Linked DNA regions of Rattus norvegicus: region 1 is linked to region 2. A link is a contact called in public Hi-C data. All regions are on one chromosome and are shown on one strand. Each heading gives the region's core, a stretch centred on a gene start, on an enhancer-like site or on the middle of the called end of the contact. The rest is flanking DNA. Distances are from core to core; before and after follow the strand shown. Region 1 holds the start of Tbc1d2b (TBC1 domain family, member 2B). Region 2 holds the start of Morf4l1 (mortality factor 4 like 1).

The links. Hi-C and Micro-C count contacts between places; a contact is called where the count stands out from the background.
Region 1: a Hi-C map of liver shows a contact between it and region 2, with 1.8 times the contacts expected there. The contact joins the promoter of Tbc1d2b here to the promoter of Morf4l1 in region 2. A contact is called at or near these places in 2 of 12 Hi-C or Micro-C datasets (liver and psoas muscle).

Annotation. Positions count from the first base shown.
Region 1 is chr8:99,691,007-99,696,812 of GRCr8, forward strand. It overlaps Tbc1d2b (TBC1 domain family, member 2B), which reads right to left and starts at 3,631. Exons shown (of 13, transcript NM_001413794.1): 1 at 3,207-3,631. The coding sequence starts at 3,566.
Region 2 is chr8:99,540,353-99,546,358 of GRCr8, forward strand. Morf4l1 (mortality factor 4 like 1) reads right to left here and starts at 3,979. Exons shown (of 12, transcript NM_001011999.2): 1 at 3,800-3,979. The coding sequence starts at 3,839.

The sequences.
Region 1 (5,806 bases), core at 2,381-4,880, 150 kb after region 2:
TACTCCAGCAGCTCAAAAGGAACTACTGTGCCCTGAAGTTCTCTGTGTGATGTGTGTGTGTGTGTGTGTGTGTGTGTGTGTGTGTGTGTGTGTGTGTGTGTGTGTGTATGATCAATGTTAGGTGTCTTCCTCAGCCACTCTCCACCTTCCGTTTTGAGATAAGGTCTCTCTCACTGTGCCTGGATCTCACCAGTGACTGGATTGGTCAGCCAGGGAGCTCCAGGGATCCAACTGTTTCTCTCCAGCAGGATTATAGGTATGGTAATACCATGCCCAGCTTTTACTAGGGTGCTGGGAATCAAATTTAGGTCCTTTTAAGCACTTCTTTCCAGTCTCTTAAAGCCACCCTGACTCTGACTTCTACATCTCAGCTACCCTTCTCGTTTAGAAAGCCCTGGCTTTTTCCATTTCTACCATTTCTGTCAGGCCAACACTCCAATTTTACATATGAAACTGTCTTGCATGAGGGCCGGAGAGATGGTTCAGTGGTTAAGAGCACTGGCTGCTCTTCCAGAGGACCAGGGTTCAGTTCCCAGTAACCACCTGGTGCTTCTTCCCAAACGTCTGTAACTCTGCTTCCAGGAGATCTGATTAAGTCTTCTGGTTTACACGGGAACAGCACACATGACACACTTCCATAAATGTAGGTATAAAATAAAAATAAGTTTTTTAAAAAAGTTCTGCATGAATATTCATGAAGCCTGTGAAATTCTGAATGAAAATCAGGTAAGTCAGTAACCATGTGACCGTGTCTCCCTTCCCCTCTTAAAAAGGCAAAACAAAACAGTATCAGGGGCCAGAGAGATGGCTAATACCTAAAGAACACTTGCCTTTACAAAGGACCCAGGTTCAGTTCCCACCCACTCCACAGCTCACAACTGCAAGTAACTCCAGGTTTCAGGTATCCTCTCTGGCCCCTGCAGGAACCAGGACAAATACATACACTCATATATATAAAATAAAAAAAAGTTTAAATCTAAACCGGTGGTGGTGGCACACACCCTTAATCTGAGCTCTCAGGGGACAGAGGTACTTAAGCTGCCAGTTTAAGGCTGGCCAGAGCTACAAAAGGATGCGTTGAAAAGCACAACCAACCCTGGTACAGCTATGACCCGGCCTAAGGTGAGAAGCCTTGCAGAACCAGAGTTAGAAGCCCAAGGGTATCCATCCCCTTCCATAATCCTATCCTATCAGAGATATCTACCACCCTGAAACCAGAGCTTGTCACTGTGACATAGCTTCCCAACTGCCTGCAGGGCACAGCACAGATCCAGGTGTATGGATGTCACTCCAGACAAACTTCTTAGTCCTCACCTAAACGGTATCATCCTGAAACTAATTTCTTGCTCAGTTTTACATTTGTGACAAGCATACAGATTGACACATGCAGTTCAGTTTCCTGTTTACTACCCATACCATTCCGCTATAGGACTGCAATGACTGTTGTAGTAGTACCCAATTCATATTTAATTCAACAGACTATACAATATATTTGGCCAAAGACAGTGCCTGATGTTTTAAATGTCTGCCAGGTAGTGCTTACAATGTACCAGCCATTTTCCATAATGTTTTCTAGAGCCCTGGCAGCCATCCAAGAATGTTTTCTATTCTCACTGCCATTCAAGGAGGAAGGTAAAGTTCACATTAGACCAAAGCAGGAACTAGACAGAGAAGTGATAAAATGTGTCCAATACACATGATCCATGACTCAGGCTGCAAGTTCAAATCCATCCAAGTCCAAAGCCACACTCATTAAACACTGTAACTCCTCTTAGGCAGATACTGCCATTGTTTAGATGTTTTAAAAATGAAAGAACTGGTAGGGAGAGAGTTCTAAAGTTATCTGAGAAAATCTGAAACAGGAAGCTCAGTTTTCTTTTTTAACAAGCAATTCCACCGGAAATTCACCACTGTTCACATGTACACAGAGGACAAGCATCTGCTTCTGACAAAACTCCCTGTGGACACTCTGGGAGCCAGTCCCAAGTTTACACAGACACTGAGTTACCTCAAGTTGAACTGCAGGCCTGCTTAGCTTCCTTTAAAGAAACATTTTATGCATCTGCTCAGAGAGCAGGCGGAGAGAGGGGCCCAAACCACCATGTCTCCCCGTCTCCCCCTCCCCGACCCCATTCAGACTCTGCTGAGTAAGACAAAGCTCCAAGAAATGGCTTGAGGGAATGGCCCCAGCTGCTGCACATTGTGCAGATCTCAGGAACAGTTGCATGCTCACAAGGCCACGCTGCTCTCTACTTGGCTAGCTCTGAGAGGGCTGATACTTCAAGCCCAGCCCTGGAGAAAGCCCAGCTTGCAATACGGAAGAGAAGCCAGAAAAAGAGAGGGTGGAGACTCAGGGAACCAAGCAGGGAGCAAGGCCTAGAGTGAGAGGCAGCCCAGCTCTAGGCCAGGGCCCAGACCCTTGGGTGCTCCAAACACAATAATTCCTAGGAGATGTCAAGGTCCAGGCCTTTAGAACTCCCAGCAACCGGGAAATGCTGTCTCAGGGCTGGTGACAACTGCCAAGTCTCTAAGACTCAGTCTCTCTGGGGAAACCTAAGGAAGCCTCCCATAAGCTGAAGCAACCCCTCCCATCTTTCCCAAGAAGCAAGAAAACAGCCAGAATGGGTACTGCTGGAGCATCCCTGACCTCTCTAGAGGGGAGCCGTGGTAAATTGTTTCCAGGGGCCCTGCTATCACTTGCCTCTGGGTATAGCACTAAACGGGCCACATTTACTGAACACTTTAGAGTGTTAACCACTTAATCCCAACACCCTTATATTATTGTTGTTCCCACTTCACAGTGCGGGTAGCTGAAGCACAGAGGGGTCAGTCAAAGGGCATATCCAAGGTCACAGAAGGAGTTAAAAAGTCAGGGATGGAGGGTGGAAGCCTGCTACTGTGGGAGGGACTCGCAGAGCATCTAAGAGATGGTGAGCATGGACGCGAGAGCGATCCAAGGAAAGGTGCACTGGGAGGCAATGGGTCAAAGTGTCAAAGATTAGCCTAGTAACTCCCAAACCTGCCTGAGCCTCATAGTCCAAGCACAGGTAAAGGGCAAAAGATAAGAATGAGGAAGGAATCAGAGTTGGCAGTGGCGAAGAGAGGCTTGGGCAGGATAAGAGGAGGCCTTTGGGGCAAGGAAGGAAGGTAGAGGGGGAAAATCTGCAGGCGGGATACAAGTGGGCACCGGGGCGCGATCGCCCTACCTTGAGCACCGTGACCACACCGGCGCTGTGCACCTGGAAGTGCGTGGGCGGATCGGCTCCTGGCTCCGCAGCCTCATCGCGGCCCTGGTAGCTGAAGCAGGCGTCGGCGATGTCTAGGTGGCCGAGCGGTAGAGCGTCCTGCGGGCTCTTGAAGTAGTAGAGGTAGCAGCGGCGCGAGTCAAACACGAACCAGCGGCTGCGGTAGCCGCGCAGCGGGCCCTTACCCGAGAGCTTCTGCAAGTAGCCGCACAGCCGCGAGGGCTCCCGTCCCGCCACCGCTCCAGCCTCCGAGCCTGTTCCCGGCACCACTCCCTCTCCACCACTGCAGCTCTCCTCCGCGCCAGCCCCGGCCCCTGGCATGGCCCGCCGCCGGCGCCCGCGCCCGCGTTCGCGCCCCGCGCCTCCGGGCCGCCGCCGCAGCGCCCACCTCCCCGCGCCGCGCCCTCCGCAGGGCCGTATCGCGCTGAGCAGCCTGGGACTTGTAGTCCCGCCCCCGCCGCGCCCCCACAGCGTGGGAAGCCTGGATTTTTTAATGATCCAGGCTTGCTCCAACTGGCCTCTACTAATTTTTTTTGGGGGGGTGGAGTGGGATGGGGGGTATGGGGGGCGTTCAAGCTCCGCCCTAGCCCGGGAAGCTACGTTCTGTTTCTTTATGTGAGCGTGGATTCCACGAAAGGGTTTCTCAAAAACTATGGAAAGTCTACTTAACACTGCCCTGAACTCCGAATAAGCTTTGATTTTAAAAATCTATGTCCAGCCGGTCATAGGCTGATACTACGAAAATGAGAGCGCCAGTTGCCTGGTACAGAACGGGTGGGTGTTCGGTAAATATTTGTTGAGTTTGTGGATGGAAGCCAAAGTATTTACTGCCTCTCTGCATCCTGGTTTGTTCATTGAATGAAAACAAATATTTATGGAAGGCGTTCTGTGTAGGATTCAATCACTGGATACTTGGCAGTGACTTTCTGGCCTCATGGAGAATATACTCGAATAAAGAGGAACAATAATGCACACATTTTAAAAGGCAAAGAAACAAAACAGTTGTTTGCTGCACAGATGCTCTTATTACCGGCAAAGAAGGATTTGCTGCTTAAAATATTACCACTGTACTGATAGTATTTTGTCATCTTGACCCAAGCTACAGTCCTTTGGAAAGAAGGAATTTTAATTGGAAAAAAATGCCTCCATAGGATTGGCCTGTAGGCAAGTCTACTGGACATTTTCTTGATTGATGATTGGTGTGGGAGGGTCAGGCCCACTGTGGGCGGTGCCACCCCTGGGCAGTTGGTGCTGGATGAAGAAAGAAAACAGGCTTGGGCAACTGAAGGGAAAGTCATGAAAGACAAACAGTGAGGAGCTCGTTCTCCATGGTTCCTGCTTCCAGGTTCCTGACTCGAGTTTCTGCCCTGACTTCCCTCAGAGATGTACTATAATTTGTGAAGTGAAAAAACAAACAAACAAACAAATCCCAACAACAACAAAACCTTTTCTTCCTAAAATGCTTTTGGTCATGGTTCTGTATCACAGCAATAGAGCCCTAACTAAGATATCACTTACCAGTGATTACCTGAGGGTGTTGGGAGTGTAGGATTGAGACGATTTCTGTGTAGCCTCGGCTGGTAATGAGCCTTGGCTATCTTCCTGTCTCCACCTCCAAAGTGCTAGGATTACAGGAATGTGCTAGCCCCACCCAGCTTCCCGGTATTTCCTGTATTAATTTATTGGAATCCCCAGAACAACAACCTCACAAGATGTTTTTCAGTGCTTTAAAAAAACAAACAGAACAAAGTATGAGGATGGAGTTTGCCAAGGAAGATGGATCCCTACACGATGGGAGGGGGGAGGTAACTAGAGACTGATGAGGGGGACAGCAGTCCAGGCTGAAGGCACAATGAGTATGAAGCTCACCTTTCCCATAGAGAGATAGACATTCTAGTTATGTTTGTGAGGACATATCAAAAACACCACTAGAAGAAGTGCCTGATCCCATAGATCGGGAGTTACAGATAGTCGCGTGTTAACGTGGGTGCTGAAAACCAAACCCAAAGCCATTTCAAGAGGGACTAGTGCTTCTAACTGCAAAGCCATCTATCTCTCCAGCCCTTTGCACCCCTCTTGCATATTTTAAATGCACAGGTGCCCGCCACACACACACACACACACACACACACACACACACACACACACTGGAAAAAGACAAGGTCACCAAAGTAGACTGCCCAGTTGGATCTTAGGTCAGGCTATTTAACCTCCCTTTGCTGTAGTCCTTTATTTACTGCCATTGTTATTATGACTGCATTTGGATGGGGCCCTTAGTGTTGCTTCTTCCCTGGTAAGCAGATTCTGAGAGGGGAATCTATCGGTCCTACTGGTCTACATGCATGTTAGGCTAAAGACCTCCGTGCTTCGTGCCAGCTGAGTTGCCCCAGGGAGTGAGGGGAACTAAGTTCAAATTTGAGCCTCCCTCGGTGGATACAAGGCCTATGACTAATTGGCTTGTGGAGAAGGCTGTCAAGATGGGGTGTGACTTTGAAATACTATGGAAAGGGGAAGAGCTGGGTGACTGAGATGTGAGGGGCAGGATACAGCCCATCGCAGCT
Region 2 (6,006 bases), core at 2,729-5,228:
TAAAGTTAAGATTTGAAGCCATTTGTGCTCAACCAAGTTAGGTGATTTCTGGACTCTTTGATCCCACATGATGATAGCAGAAGTTTATCTCACACATTAATCAGTCCATTTGCTTTTCACACATCTCAAGCAACTGAAGTATCCAATAGGGTCAGGTATGTGACTATAAAACTTAATCTACTGGTCTTATGCTGGAAAAACTCCATTAAAAAGTACACTATAAAATATAAAAATATATATTATGAGCGTGCCATGGTGGCACACAACTTTAATCCCAGCACTCAGGAGGCAAAGGCTGGTAGATCTCAAGGCTGGTCTGTTCTACATGGCCCAGCCAAGGCTACCTGGTGAATGAAACCTTTTCCTCACTCTTATATGTGGCCCTTAAAGCATCTATTTGCTGGCTCTGTTGTATGCTAAGCATTTCACATTCATAAGGGACACACAGGTAATCAAATGTTTGAATCCTTTTTTGTACTTTTCTTCCCAGTAAGCAATAAAAAGAGCCAACTCCTTGTGAGTGTTCACATAACAGAATCCAGATAGCAGAAACAAGTGTGTAAAAATGTATTGATATGTTGTTCACTACCCATGAACAGAGTGAACATGTGAAAGTAGTCCTGGGATTACACACCTACCACCGTATCTAATGATTCTGTATCCAAATTTGTGTATGCTATAGAAGCACTCTTCAAATCCATCCTTAGCCCCTGAATGGGGCTAAGATGGATAATTGACCAGGCTTTCTTTTCCAACAGTCTAGAGGTAAGACCCAAGTAAGTGGGTAAAACATTCTATTAAACGGAAGCACTAAGATCAGATCTGTGATTACTGATTTCACTCCAAGTATCTTTAAGCTACTCTGAAATACATTTTTTTTAAAATTGGCTACTTCAGCTAAAAGCTACACTAATAAGTAAGGCTCCTTGAATAATGAAAAATTACACACACAGCTAAATGGTGTACACCAGTCAAACAAGTGGAATGGACAAATTACAAAGGCAGTTCTCCACCCTCAGACCCACTCTAGTCTCAAAGGACAAAAATCTTGCCCTGGGCTAATTAATTACTTAAGAAACCCCTACAGGGAACTGAGAAACAGTTCCATTCCCAGCAGCCCCAGTTCCTGGGAATTTAATGCTTTCTTCTGGCTTCTGAGGATATTCCTACACACACATACACATACACAAAATGTATATTTACCACCTTTCACTATCAAAATTCTACCAAGATTTCAAAATAATCCAATCAACACTGTTTCCTTTCTGGATGTTCTCTGGGTTTTTATCTACTATGGGGTGGGGAGTAAATGTATGTATACATGCCACTGTAAATATGTGGAGGTCAGATGACAACTTGTGGGAGACAGTTCTTTACCTCTACCACATAGGCCCTATGAATTAGCCAAGGTGAGGACCGAACATGTCTTTTATACAATTTTAAAAAGATACCCATATTATCTTAGCTTGGATTTCTTCGGTTTGGTTTTGTTTTCTGAGACAGGGTCATCTTATGTACCCCTGGGCTGGTCAGCCTCCTGCCTCTGCTTCTGTAATGCTGGACAGAATTTTAGGTATCACACCCAGCTACACCTGGAATCCACAGCTGGGAAATAATGGTAAAGCAGAGATTTACCAGGCTTTCACAACCTAGCCTTTGTTCCTACTCTTCTCCAACTACACCAACACCATCCTTCTGGTTTGCCTTTATCCACCTCACTTTGGCACTGTCTCCTTCAGAAAGAAAGCATTTCTTTCAAAACAACCATTCTTGATTTCTAGTTTCTAACATTAAGCAAGGATTACGCTTTTGTGTTTGTTCTGACAACCTGGAGAAGCCTATGAGCCTCTTGGCATGCTTTGATACCTAAAACATGGCATTACTAAGGAAAACAACTTAGTAGAGTTAGCAAAACTACAGGGTACACCATCTTTCTACAAGTGAGGGCCAACCAGTTTAATGTCTGCCACAGTACTAACTCTTCACTTTTTTAGACAGTTTCTCACTTTAACTCACACATTAGTAGGCTGCCGGCCAATGAGCTACAGAGGTCTCCATCTACCTGCTGCTGCAGTTCTCCACCCCTCCAACCCCTGCTGGGTATAGAGCAACACCACACACACACATACACACACACACACCTCCATACGCAAAGGAGTTTCTGTATAGTTCTGGATGTCCTACGTAGCTCTAAGTATCAAGGATGGCCTCAGACCCAGAGTTCCACCCTCCCTTGCCTCCTGAATGCTTTGAATTAACGTGCACACCAACACAACCGGAAGTAAACAAGCTTTTAAAACTGCTTGCTAGGGTTCCAAGCTCGGGTCCTCATGCTTGCCTTAGGAAGTACTTGGTCTCTCCAGCCCCTCAAAACTATTTTAAGTGTCATTATAATTATATAATATTGAGCGAACGTACAGGATACGGCAAACAAGACTTAGCTGCTATACTCTAAAGACTAAGACAAGGAAGATCAATACAGTAGCTGGGGCTACATACCAAGACTTGTCTCAAAAAAACAAAAAACAAAAAGCTTTCTCCAAAACACCTAGAAAAACAATGAATGGTCTCAAAGTGGGAGAAAAATATTAAGAGGCCGCACTAAAATACCCCTGCAATACTCTCTTATGTACATCGATTAGTTAAAACGTTTCTATTTGGTGGCACTTGAAACTTGTTATGCAAGCTGGACCCAGCATGTATAACAAGCACATACAGACATTGCTAGCAGTAAAAAGTTTAAAGTGTTCCTCTTTATGCTTATAGTTTTATTCCCTTTAGTATGCCAAATAAACCACCTGGACAGAATGAGTTGTGAGAACTGAGTAACTGCTTTCCACTGTTAGTACCGTAGTTCAGCAACACTGTTCTAATCAAAGTCAATAAGCGTTAGCTTTCAAATCGCCATTAATCGAGTACTATTACAACCAGTCAAGCAACTACTGTATTTAAAAATGACAACGTGGCCAAGGACCTCTAAACGGAAACGCCCTAAGGAGGAACTGAAAATTGTTTTCACGAACAACGGCTTCGGAGAGCACTCCAAAACCAGCAAAACGATGCCCTCAGGCAACAGCGAGCCTAGGAACTCGCTCGGGCGGCTCAAGTTTATTATTTTTTTTTCTGTCCCCACCCATCACTCAAGAGGCAAGAGGAGGCAATGAGCGTGATCTCCATGCCAGGGGGCGCTCCATCTGGCCCGAAGCTGCGCGTAGCTGCGAGACGCCGGCAGCCATGATGGCGCGGCCATGTTGCCGCGGCCATTTTATAACGCAGTTCTCCCGCCGCGGGGCGCACAGCCCACCCCCCGTGTCCTCCTACAGTAGAACTCCACAGAACGCTGAGATAGCCCCAGTGTCCAACAGCCTCGAACCTTCAGCCCACAGTCACCCGCGCGGCCGATGGCCGAGAGTTAAGCGCGGGGATGGGCTGTCGCTGCTCCCCTCCCCCACGCCACATCACTTCCTAACCGTCGCCATCGCTCGCCCTCCGGGCACCTCCCTACAATAGACTTTCTCTGCTCGCAGAAAAACAAACAAGCGACGAGGCTTTGCCATACGCACGGGGATCCTTCGGCTTTGCCTGTGCCGGAGGCTCGCTTTCGCGCCACGAAGCACTGTCGCCAAATGACGCACTGAAGTTACCCACCGCAATGCGCCTCCCCCCCCCCTACAAAGCCAGGCCCGCAGTTTCCCCAGGCCTCGAGCCACGCCGACCCCGACCCCCAAACCTCAACAGCTCCAAGTCAGCCTCCCTCCCCTGCACCGTTAGGTCCCTTTTCCCAAAGCTGCACACTCACCCTCCTGGAATTTAGGCTTCGGGTCCTGCTTGGGCGCCATTTATAAGTGATTCGCCGCCTCCTCCTTCTCCCACCACCCCCGACTACCGCCCCCTACTCTCTACCCCACCCAATTTAGCGTCAGACGCGCCGTCGGGAACAGCCAGCTCTACATCCTGGGCGCGATTTGCCAGCGCCGTCTGACCTCACAGCACAGCGACCGGCGCAGCCGCCTCCTCAGCCAACGGCTACCCGCCGCGCACACAAGCCTGCGCCCGTGCCGCCCCCGAGGCACGCCGGGATTGGTAGTTCAGCCTCCACTGACGCGAGCAATGGGGGAGGGGAGCGGGAGATACCCCCCCCCCGCCCCGCGCCCGCAATCCCCCAACCCCAGTCCCCTGAGTATCCAGACCTCAGAGGCTTGTTACAACCCAGATTTGATTTTCTGTTGGTGACAAGGAGAAAGAAATAAGTAAATCACTAGCTAGCGGTGAACGGATAGAAAAGGCTCATGGGGCAGATGCTTAGTTATGAAATGAGGCCCCAGAGATGTGGTGGGGTGTTGAAGTGGCCTGAGGACAGGACTGTCTCTGCAGCCTGAGTTCCAAGGCATCACCAGGACTTGGCCTAGGAGAGCTTTGAAATCCAGAAAGGAAGCTAGAGGCGAGTGGGAAGGTGGTCTGCTCAAGAAGAAGCTTCAGCGTTTGGAAAGCCAAGCCCTGATTGGGGGAGTTGGGATGGGTAGGGGGGTCGGTTCTCAGGACCATTTGTAGATTGCAGCTTCTGATTTCTGAAGTACTCGGTCTCACTGAAGGAGGCAAACCCGGATTGCTGCCAAAGTCAAGGTTCCGTATTTAACCTCTCTGCAATCTTATTTCTTTGAGGTAGTATTAGATGCATACTCAATCTGAAAAAGCAAAACAAATAAAAACAAAAAACCTTTTTTTCACACCGTTCCTATGTTCAAAAACTCCTTAGTGTACTCTGCTGTAAAAATAGCGTACCCCTATACCCACAGAATTACATAAAGTGCACGCAGAGGCTTAGAGCTGTTAACTAGGAGATAAGTCTGAAAATAGTTGTCCTGATACTTGAAGTCCCTCCACAGTTTACAGCTACCTAACTATCCTAGGCAAACCTTTCTGCCCAAGCCTTTTCTCTTTTAGACAGAGTCTTACTATATCTATATATCTGTATCTACATCTACATCTATCTATATCTATCTCTATATCCATATCTATATATCTATCTATATATCTCCCTGGCTTGCCTGGACCTGGCCATGTAGACTGGGCTGACCATGAACTCACAGACTCTATCTCCTGAGACTAATTTTTCATTATTTTTTCCAAGACCGAGTTTCTCTGTGTAGCCCTAGCTGTCCTGGAACTAGCTGTGTAGACCAGGCTCAAAACTCAAAACATTTACCTGCCTCTGCCTCCCAAGTGCTGGGATTAGAGGTATGTACCACCAAACCTGGCTTCTGGTATATTTTAAACTACTTTGTGAAAAGCTTCCTCTGGTTACATTTCAACCAGCAAATTGAGAATGCCTGTTTTTTCACATCCTTACCACACATGTTATTTCCACTCTAATTTTAAATCAACAGAAGGATGTGCAGAAGAAGCAAGGTATAAAAGCGAACATTTTCAACATTGATTCGAAATCAGAACAACATTTAACTGGATATTCAGGGTGGGTAGAGGGAGATAATTATGAAAGAGGAGCTTTTCCAAGAGTGGTTTTCACATCTACATGACGCCCCAGAGTGATAGCTAATGTTTCCTTTGCTGTTCATTGTTGAACCAATAAGGTCTTGTGAACCCTAAAAAGAAAGAAAGGCACTAAGGAAGCTTGTTTTTGTTTTTTAATATTTTATGATTATGTGTATTTTTAGCATGTCCAAATGTACATATATGAGTAATGAATTTTATCATACCTACACTACACCTTAATAGTAATTTTTTTAAAGATTTATTTACTTAATGTATATGAGCACACTGTCACTGTCTTCAGACCCATCAGAACGGGTACCAGATTCCATTACAGACAGTTGTGAGCCACCATGTGGTTGCTGGGAATTGAACTCAGGATGTCTGGAAGAGCAGCCAGTGCTCTTAACCCCTGAGCCATCTCTCCAGCCCCCAGTAATTTTTAAATTTATTTCCTATGTGTGGTGTCCCTGTTGGAGGTCAGAAGACAACTTGCGAAAGTCAGTTCTCTCCTCC